2 separate regions of the Mus musculus genome follow, and region 2 is linked to region 1. A link is a contact called in public promoter capture Hi-C data. All regions are on one chromosome and are shown on one strand. The core of a region is the stretch at or near the end of the contact, and the rest is flanking DNA. Distances in the headings are between cores, read along the strand shown.

Region 1 (5,288 bases), core at 1,315-3,814:
TTTTACTTAGGTTATTTATGGCTAACACTTTGTCACCAAGGGCCTAATTTCATAAATGCACATGCAGAGCACAGGAGGTGTGCATTAATTCACCCAGGTCCCTGAGAATCAGTTCACAGTTTTAGAGATCATAGCCACCCTTCCCGGGCATGCACACCTCTTCCAGGGGATTCTAAACAGACTCAGATAAAATATGAAGTGTTCACTAAGGAGGCTTTGGGGCTGTGGCTCAGTTGGCAGAGTGCTTGTCTGGCACACAAAAGGCCCCAGGATCAATAACCAGGCTGCATAAAGTAGGTGTGGTGGCGCATTAAATCATGGGATAGTGGCACACACCTGCTACACTACAACTTGAGAGGGCAGAGCCAGGCGGACAAGTTCAAGATCACCCTAGACCACATAGCAAGTCTGAAGTGAGCTAAGTTACATTAGACTTGTTCTCCCTCCAACCCCTTCTCCCCAGCCTCCAACCCCTTCTCCCCAGCCCCCTGAAAAAAAAGAAAAGAAAAGAAACATGCTTCTGGTGGAAGCCTTTAACACGTACTACAAAAACACCTTAATTTTATCGACAAGGGGAAAACGTCTGAGCTGTCATTGGAAGAGCCTGTTCCGTATAGCCAGAACCCCAGTCATCAGCAAAGCTTCAAGACTTCCTCTAGACCAATCTCTCAGGAGCTTGGGTCACTGGCCAAACACAGCACAGAGGCAAATACCTCCTCTGACTCCAACCCTGTGAACTGGCAAGTGATTGGACGCTGCGTACTCACCACAGCAAACACCTGGGCCACGCTGGCTAAAGTGGCTTGAGAGGCATCCGAGGTTCTAAACCGGAGCACATCACCTGAGAACAAAGGAGAGAATGAATGGCCCGTGCTAACCCATTTTCTTGGAGGGGAAACTGTAGCTCTAATAGTCCATGGAGCCTTAAGAAGACACTTGTTTGGTTAGGCTTCCAGCTAATCATTCTATCCATCTTCTTACCCACCACTTCCATGTACTAAACTCATACAACTTGTTAACTGAGGTCTGTCTGTCCTTGCTCTGTGATTAGAAAGGTCAGTTGGGGCTGGGGCAACCAGTGCCTGTCTAAAATGCACAAGGCCCTGGGCTTTGTCCAAAGCACTGTACAAAAGTAATAAAATAACACTTACATTTGTTTATTGGGTGTGTTTGAGTACTGTGGAAGTCAGAAGTCTATTCTCTCCTTCTACCATGTAAGCTCTAGGGACAAGAGTCACAAGTTAAGTTCCTGGGTCTTACAGACCACTTGGTTCCCAAGTATTATCAAGGGAGGAAAAAAGCTTGTGGCAAAAGACCTGGGTGTGGGGAAGGGGGTGTTGACTGACAGCAGCTCATTATGGGAAAAATTTAAGTACAATTCAAAAAAGAGTAGTAGCCCAAACCACTCTTGTCAGGACTGTTTCTGTGCAGTCACATTTGTGGAAAACGCTGTCCTCAGGTTTCACCAAAGCATCAGCAAAGAAAGACTCCTCTGTCTTCCCCCAGCGTTTTTTGCTCCCTTGGCTGGCTACTTGCAGAGTAGACTTCGCCAAGGGTTAATTAATGCTCATCACTGGCTTCACATTCAAACTCAGTTCTAGGAATTCCCTACTTTATTCCAAGGCAACTATGTAACTGTATCAATGTGCCCAGAAGAAAGTAACATAATAAACAGAATTAATAACACCCCAACCTTGCTAATTGTAGCTTCCTGCTGCCCAACATCGACTTTGGTCTGGGCTCCACAGCAGAGTTTCAAGCCAGCTTGGATTACTGTGAGACCACGACTCGAAACAAACAAAACTCCCACCTAACAGAATTCTGGGACACGAAAATAGAAGGGAGCATAAGGAAGTAAAAGGGCCAGTAGGATGAGGGGGTTTCAGGAAAAAGTATGTATAAAAGTGCTGTCATAAACCCTTTACTTTGGGCTGAGCAGATGGCCAGCAAAATGCATGCCGCCAAGCCCTGCGTTAAGACAACTGATTCGAGCAAGCTGTCATCTGACCTCCACATACAAACTCAGAGAAGGCCGTTTAAATGCTAATTTTAAAACAATAACAAAACAAACGAAAGTAGCCAATGAGGCGGTTAACGCTTCTAACGGCTTCATTCAGAAGGATGAGACCGGACTGCTGTCAATTGGCGGCCAGCCTGGGCAACACAAGGAGACCCTGTCCCAATAAGCAAGAAACCGCAATCAAGTCCTCGCAGTGCTGGCCGGAGCACTGAGGGCCGGGTGAGCCCGGCAAGGCCGAGCGGCGGTGAGGATGGCGGGGCCAAGGGCAGGCGGGACAGAGGCCGCCGGGGCCCCGCGGGACGCGCGTACCTGCAGCGCGGGCTGTGCTCGACGCTTTCGGGCTCCGGGAGCGCAAAGGGGTCGCGCGGCCGCCGCAGGCAGCGAGGCTCAGGCGCGCGACCGCCGTCCACAGGGCCCTCCGGGGCTGCGCGGCGCGGGGCAGCAGCCCGGGCAGGCAGCGCAGGCATTCCATGGCGCGCGGGCAACCGGGAAGCCGCCCCAGGACGCCGGTCCGACATGCCGGAACTCGGGTCAACCGGCTCACCGCGACAACCGCGCACCGCGCCTGCGCGAGCCGTCCCGCGCCTGCGCGCTGCCGTCCACGCATGCTCCGGCGTGGTGTCTGGTGACTGCCGACCCGGTCTGCGTCCGTAACAGAGCCAGGACGTGCAAGTGTGAAGGTAGACTGACCAAAGCAGCTCAGCTCCGAAAGTGTCCATTGTTTCGAGGAGCTGCGGATTGATTCTACTTTCTGGAAAGGTCCCCTATGTATCTATGTATGCACAAATATACAGTTGGGAGATGAGGAAGTTACCACTATTAGTAAATCAAATAAGTTTTATTTAAGGCTACTGTGTTTAAAACTCACTTTGAAGGGACAGTGCGTTAAGCTTTTGCTGTAGAACAAGGAAAAGCCCAAGCGAGCAGTGTGCTGGCGCATAGCTGCAATCCCTCCAGAGTTCAAGGTCATTCTTAACTAGAGTGTAAGGCCAGTCTGCACTACTTGATATCAGTCTAGTTAATCACACCCCTCAGCCCGCCCCCAGAGAAAATAAATATTTGTCAATAGACTTGTTGTTTACATCACAATACTAAAGACAGACTTGAGTTTCAGAACTTTCTTCACTGATATATGAACATGGAGCTATGGGGATGTTGGACTATTTATCTTGCCGGGCACTAAGGATTGAGTAGAACAGTGGGAAGCTGTGGACAAAAGGAAAGTTCCAGAAGAGACCATGGATGTTTGGCTTGGACACCGAGAGCTAGAAGTACTTTAAGCATTGCTAGTAGGACGAGCCTTGAATGTACAGAAAGGACATGATAGAGGTTTCACTTCATTAGAACTTTGATGTGCTAAATCTTTGAAAAACATGTGCCAGGAAATAGTCATTCAAGAAAAATAATTATTTAAAAAACACTTCATTGCCGCCGCCCCCTACCCCGCACCATGACATGACCTTTGAAAAACATTGGGCAAGTGCTGGCAGCTGTTCAGACACATGGTCTTGTTAATAGTCCAATTTATGTTTATTGGTTTTTTGTTTTATTTTGTTTTGTTTTTCGAGACACGGTTTCTCTGTGTAGCCCTGGCTGTCCTGGAACTCACTCTGTAGACCAGGCTGGCCTTGAACTCAGAAATCCGCCTGCCCCTGCCTCTCGAGTGCTGGGATTAAAGGCGTGCGCCAACCATGCCCGGCTTTATTTAGGTTTTTAAAAGCAGGGTTAGGACATTGAACAGAACACCTTGGACATGTCAGGCCAATGTGGCACGTTGTTACTCAGGACTCAAAACTGTCTGAGCAGTAAAGCACATATTAGGTCATTGTATCCAGCCCTAGAATTAGCACCAAATCTAGGACTTTTCTCCACCATGAAGTTGTTAAAAGAAAAGGTAAAGCCACTGCAAATTAAGGGAGAAAATGGACAAACAGCACATCAGGTTAACTGCAACAAGACAAAACGAAAAACCAACCAAACCAACCAACCAACAAACAAACCAACAAACAAACAAACAAAAACAAAAACAAAAAAACCCACCCATGACTATAGTATTCTATCTGAAAAAAAAAATCAAACCAACGTCAAGCTGGGTGTAGTGGTATGTGCTATAACCTAAGCCCATGGGAAATGGAAGCTGAGCAACTAGAGTCAAGGCTAGCCTCGGCTACATAGTAAGGTCCAGGCTAGCCTTATCCGAAAAACAAAATCAATCGGTCTCCTGCAGAGGGGATCCATCTTGCCTTGTATCCTAACTAGTCCCCTCTACACCTCAAGGTGGGATTGAACTTTACGCTGCTTAAGCCTCAAGGTGGGGTTGACCGGTAGGATCCGCTTCCAGGGTTAGGGCCTCACATCCTATCCTGCACCTCCTCTAAGCTGCGAAGCTCGGAGATCCCTCTCCTTCTAAGTTCTTTGGGTTGCCTGGCAAAAGCTTATTAAAGATGTAAGAGATCTTTTGGTTTGGGACATTTGGAGTCAACACCAGTGTTCTGGACAATTTTATTTAGAAAGGAGTCATGAGCTACTGACTATGGCAGAGGGCAAAGCTTCCAGACCAAATAAAGTTAACATTTTCTATGCCACATTGAGGCTTTCCTAGGGCAACCCTTTGTGGGGGCTCAGATCTGCTGCTTCTCCTCTTGGTTTGTTCCCAATCCCAGCTCCCAGCCCTAATGATCAGCGTCCTGATAACCCTGACATGTGAGCCATGCATTGCAGGAAGCGGGTGCCTGGTGGCTATGGGCCAGGGCTTGGGGACAGCCACACTTTCTGCAACACTATGCAATTCCTGGAGCACCTGCCAGGATCAAAGCCATGATGGAGCCTGCAGGCCAAGAGCCAGGCCCAACCCTGCTGGCTGGAGAAGCGTTTTGCCCTTAACTTCCCTGGCCACAGTCAGCCCTGTCCCATGGCCTCAGTCTGTCCAGTAGCTCCCATGCCCACTGTCCCTGCCTCCATGGGGCTTGCTAGGGTTTTTATACCTAGAGAAACGTTCCCCTCCCCTCTGGGCCTCCTTTTACTCTGACCTGTGAATATTTTTAACTCTGTAAATAAGACCAGCTCTTGGAAAACAGAGACTATTTTATCAGCTGTCAGTCCTTTTCTTGTTCGATGATGCACCCCACAGGACATTTCTACTCAGGCTCTAAGGAACAAATAAAAGTGTTTTGAAGGTCTTCCACCAGGAAGCCCTCTCAGCTTTCATCATTCAGGGCAGCCGTCATTGGAACTGAAGGCTCCTCTGAGAGGGTTGGCCTTTCTCCCA
Region 2 (5,288 bases), core at 1,008-3,507, 63 kb after region 1:
TGAAGACATCCTGTTTAGGGCACAGTGCTCTGAAGTCTTTAACTCTCTGTACCCCGTCCAGGTATGGGTCTCTGCTAATTCCCATCTACTGCATCAATTACTTTGGGGAGTAATAGCACTCTCTCTCTCTCTCTCTCTCTCTCTCTCTCTCTCTCTCTAAACTGGCATACAAGAGGCTGGTGAGATGGCTCAATGGGTTAAGACATTTGTCACCAAATGTAAGTACTTGACTTCAGTTCCTGGAACCCGTATGAGGGAAGGAGGGAAATCATCCCCAACGTTGTCCTCTAACCTCTCGTGGGTGTCGTGGCACACTTGCACCCTTGACCCCACACAATGAAGAAATCAACATAGCAATTAGCACACAAAGAAAAGACTCTCAGGAGGGCATTTTATAATAACTTTATTCTTATTGATCCTAGTCAGTGCAGTCTTCAGCAGGAAGCAAATGCCTGCAGAGTTGCAGTACCTGACCACAAATTATATTATAGGGCCATAGTGACAGGCACTGGACCCCAGCCCACAAAAGGACTCCATATGTGTAGATTAATGGAATAGAGTAAAGACCCAGAAATAAACTTACTCAGCTATAGTCCTCTAATTTTTTTTTGTGGTCGGAACTATTCAATAGAATGAAACCTTATACACATTTAAAATAATAGCTGTTTCATCTGTTTCCCCTCCATATTGCTATTTTCTTTTATTACTATTAATTTTAAATTTAATTAAAATATAATGACATCACTTACCCCTTTATTTCCTCTTTTATCCCTTCCATGTCTACCCCTCCTTAAATTCATGGCTTTCTCTTCTTTAACCATTGTTCTTACATATACATATAAGGTGAATAAACATATAAATACAACCTGCCGAATCCCTTCAGAATTGCCTGCATGTATGTTTCTAGGGCTGACTACTCAGTACCAGAAAGTCAACTGGGTGTCTCATTCCCCGGGAGGTCTACTTTTCCAGCTCTCAGAAGTTATTAATTGCCTATAGCTCTTCATCTAGGGGTGGGGCCCCTTGAGTTTGCCCACATCTGCACTGGGATGACAACTGTTGACAGGTCTTGTTTAGCAGGCATAGTGCTGAGATTTCATAGGTATAACTCCCCTGTTACAGCTAGAAGTAGATATTCTCACAGTGGAATCCCTGGTCCTCTGGCTCTTCCTGCCCCTTCTTGTGCAATGTTCCCCGAGCTTTAGGTGTAGGGTTTGTACTGTAGATACATCAGCTGGGCCTGTGCTCCCAACACTCAGTTATTCTCTGCACTTTCTGTGATGGTCTCCTCCTGCTGCAAAAAGAAGCTTGGTCAACGAGGGGTGATAGTTACACTTACCCGTGGGTTTAAGGATGAATATTTAGCATGCAGTCGGCAATTATAATGGTTTAGGGATTGGTGGTAGTAGGTTCTTCCGTAAGATTCATGGCCTCACTAGTCATGTGCATTTTGCTTTGTTTATATTGCACAGTGCCAGGCACAGGCTGATTTTCCCTTTATCCTTAGGCATCAATTGCAAAGAGCTTCTTGGTGAGGAGTGGGACTCCCATGTCTATTTCCCTCACTCAGCGATAGAGCCCCGTCTAGCTTGAACCTGTTTCCGCAGTTTTTGTGAATTCCTATGTGTTGGTTACTGCCTAGAGAGAAGTGCCATTACTGCTCTGGAGAGCTCTCTCTGCTGTTCTGGTTAGTTCTGTGGTTCATGAGCGCCATGGCTGGGTAGGACTAGGGATTGGTTTTCTCCATTGGCAGCGTGCAGGGTGCTTTCTGGTAGCATGAGACCTAGCCCTCAGGGAGGAGGCTTTCCGTCCAGTTCCAGCTCAAGTCCTCCCTCCGAAGTGCCTGGTATACTCATCTAATTTCTGACAAAGGTGTCAAGAACATATATTGGAAAAAAGGCAGTTGAGAAACTGGATTTCCACTATAAAAGTATGAAATTAGATCATAGCCCTCGCTGTGCACAAACATCGATTCAAAATGTGTCGAAGATCTTAATATAAGACCCAAGAGAGGGACAGCCACTGGAGAAAATATAGGGGAAGACCCGCGGTTGTGTAGGCATAAGCAAGGACTTCCCGAGAAGGACTTGAGGAGCGCAGGAGATAACCCTCAGCGCGGACAGTGGGAGAGCGAGCTATTTTAATTGAGGAAGTGGCTCAGCGAACCCTGAACATTCTTCAGGATCTGCGCCATGCGCTCTGACCTCCTGGCTGGCGCACGTTTGATGTGGAGCTGAGGTTCTCTTGACCCACTTTTACCCTTAGGAAATGTAAATATTTTCTCAATTAAGCCTGACCTGCTGGCTAACAACAAGCCAGCCATTGTCTCTCGGACGGACGTTCTGAGCTAATAAGCTTGGCATGTGGGCAAAGACCCCCTGCCTCTGCAGATCAGCCGCAAACCTCATGACTGACCTTCATGAGATAACTGCAAGAAATAATTAATTTGCTGTGAACTTGGCGTGGATAGTTCTGCTTGTTTATCCAACTGTCCTCTGGCCTAACAAAACAAATGAGGATCAAGTTTCTTTGACGACAAACCAAACGCCAAACGAACTCACAGGTCTGAAGTACTTGGGGGGGGGGGGGGAGGTAGTCCAGTTACAAACTGGAGTGTTGTTGGTTCTCAGCCGTGAATTTGTAAAGAACTCTTCCTATTCCTTATGTGTCGCAGCTTCTGTTATCTTCTTAAGCGGAACCATCTGCAGATATTGCAATTTGGAAATTAAAATTGATACAATTACCAAATCTGCAGATCTTGTCAATTTTCCCAGCACGCCTTTCTTTTCCTTATCCCGAAGCCCACACTTCATTTAGCTGGCAATGTTTTCTTAGTTGATACCAGGCTGCACCTACTCCCTAGTCTTTCATGGTTTTGAGGATTCTGAGGCCAGCTTTTTTTGTAGCAGGTCTCTTAATTTGTGTTTGCACGCTGTCCCCTGTGGCCTGCTTGCGATCACTCATTTCAGGAACACAGAGTCCAGAAAATGCTGCTTTGTCCTGCTATCATGTCCTTTCAGAAGGCATTGCCCAGGAAATATCAGAAACAAGAAACCATCTCTACAAGGAGATAAAAGGTGGGGGGAGAGAGAACATACCTCTAGCCCTGGTTAGCATAGATGGTAATTATAGATAGTCTACCAAGGATTGCAAGGCAGGAGGAATCTTCACCATTTTGAATAGCCTGGCACCTGCAACCTCTGACAGCCATGTTTTTCAGATGCTGAGTAACCAGCCCTTCAGTAAGGGCTCTGGACAGCACCCTTTGTACACAGTTGTTCTATTTTAGTTGCGCTAAGCACTGGTGTGAACTGCCCTCACCCAGAGGAGAAGCAGACTCCTCAGACCATGATGACAGTTATCTTAGCAGCTCGGAGCGAGGCATTCCCCTTAGGCTCTTAGCCACTGACTTTGCTTTCTGCTCTCCCACAGGTCCCTGGGAATGGAGGCGCTGCCTCCCTCCGTGGACTTTACCTTTGCTTTAAAGTCTTTATTTATTGGGGCTGGAGATACGATTCAGCAGTTAAGAGCGCTAATTCCTTTTCCAGAGGATTGGAACTTGATTCTCAGTGGCTAACGAGCATCTGTAACTCCAGTTCCAGGGTATCTGATACCTTCTTCAGGCCTGTCTGGGCACCAGGCATTCTCTGTGTTGCACAGACATACATGCGCAAAATACTTGTGCACATAAAATAACGATAAATAAATATTTAAATGGATTTACCTAAAACTTTCACATATATATACATATATATGTATATATATATATCGTACACACACACACACACACACACACACACACATATATAGTGTGGGTGTGGATATATAGGTGTGGGTGTGTATTGTGCTGGGGGGCATTGCAGATAGATACGTGCATTCCATGGCACACCTGCAGATGTCAGAAGACAACTGGTAGAAATTGGTTCTCTCTTTCCATCATCTTGGTCCTGGGATCTAACTCAGGTAACCACGTTTATTGGCAAGTACCTTTACCCCCTGGTCCATCTTGTCAGGCTCCTCTTCCTTACATTTCTGAGAGATGGTTCAGAAGTCCCTGAGGAGATGTTCTTACAAGTGATGAATGCCCGTCTACCATCGCAAAGGACTATATTCCTTTCAAAGAGACAATAAACTGTTCAAAGTAGCTGATTTGCCCAGACAACTGAGAGCAGGGAAATCTCATTTCAGCAGGCCAAACCAAGCCTCTTATTTAGTGTTAACTGTCCTGGCAGTGAATGATGTGAGTGTGTGGCGCTGACGATGATGTTAACCTTATGACAAAGCTATGAGTCATATCTGCCAGCTTTCTAAGCTGACAGGGATGCCCTGTGGAGAGACTTGGAGACTGCGCAGGTGCACCGTTTTCCTTAGTCAGGGCTCCACCCAGAGTCCATGATGAACCAGTGGCTCCTTTCTGCATCAGCTGACATCGTATGTTGGCCTGTGATGGTTTCCTCTTCTCTTTATTTCTTCTACATCCCTAACTGGAGTTCTACTGTACAGAGCAATTTTCTTCTTATTTATTCATTTTACTTTATGTATTAGTATGGATATGGGTATTTATTTTTAAATTTTACTTACTATTAATATTTGTATGCATGCACATGTACATACAAATGTGTCACAGTGTGCACATGGAGGTTAGAAGCACTTCGTGGCACATATTTTCTCTTTCAACCTCCCCTTGGGTTCTGAAGATGATCTTAGGTCATCAGACTTACACCATAAGGTAGCTTTGTCATTTTGTCAGGACCAGGGATATTTGTTTTTAGCTAAAATCCAATACTGTCATTATTACTTTTGTTGCTTATATTATCCCTGCTTGGGACCCTGGTCACTCCATCAAAATGGCTGTCAAGGCCCTGCTAGTCTCCGAGTGCTTCCTTACCTTCTAATAGCAGAGATCTGCAGATTCATTAGTAATTTTTAGTACTTAGTCTTGAATTTGATTAAGGTAGTATTCAAACCCTTCATCTGGGCATAGAGTGTTCCTTGCTTTTGGGGTATCACAGCTTGGAGGTCTGCTCAGTACGCGGAGCTAGGAAGTAGATGCATGAGAACACACATCCACACCGCTGCAGTATTCTACACCCATCCATCTGCATAAATGTAGATGTATCCAGATATGCTTCTGGACATCTGAGTTTATCCTCATACATCTAGTTATATTCCAGCACAGTAGGACTCCTTCCAGCATAGTAGGACTCCTTCTGACGTGCACCCATTCCTTAGTTCTCATTCTCTGAATAAGTTCCACCTGCTAAGTGCACCTCTGGAGCTCCAACGTC

What was found. Promoter capture Hi-C pulls out the DNA fragments that hold promoters and counts their contacts.
Region 2: a promoter capture Hi-C map of liver shows a contact between it and region 1. The contact joins the enhancer-like site here to the promoter of Mrs2 in region 1. A contact is called at or near these places in 2 of 39 promoter capture datasets (liver and macrophages), 1 of 484 Hi-C or Micro-C datasets (nephron progenitors), 2 of 115 datasets of contacts at active chromatin or transcription factors (embryonic limb bud and pancreatic cancer cells) and 2 of 9 other capture datasets (adipose tissue and pancreatic islet).

The regions. Positions count from the first base shown.
Region 1 is chr13:25,017,753-25,023,040 of GRCm38.p6, forward strand. Mrs2 (MRS2 magnesium transporter) reads right to left here and starts at 2,565. Exons shown (of 11, transcript NM_001013389.2): 1 at 2,330-2,565; 2 at 768-841. The coding sequence starts at 2,492.
Region 2 is chr13:25,081,069-25,086,356 of GRCm38.p6, forward strand. The region is part of intron 2 of Dcdc2a (doublecortin domain containing 2a); the gene reads left to right. Among named protein-coding and RNA genes, the nearest start is that of Dcdc2a, 28 kb to the left of the region's middle. Within about 2 kb of position 2,258, at least 32 of the 459 cell types and tissues checked have an H3K27ac peak or open chromatin away from gene starts, as enhancers often do. A contact at or near this core is called in liver, nephron progenitors and pancreatic islet, where this site is marked.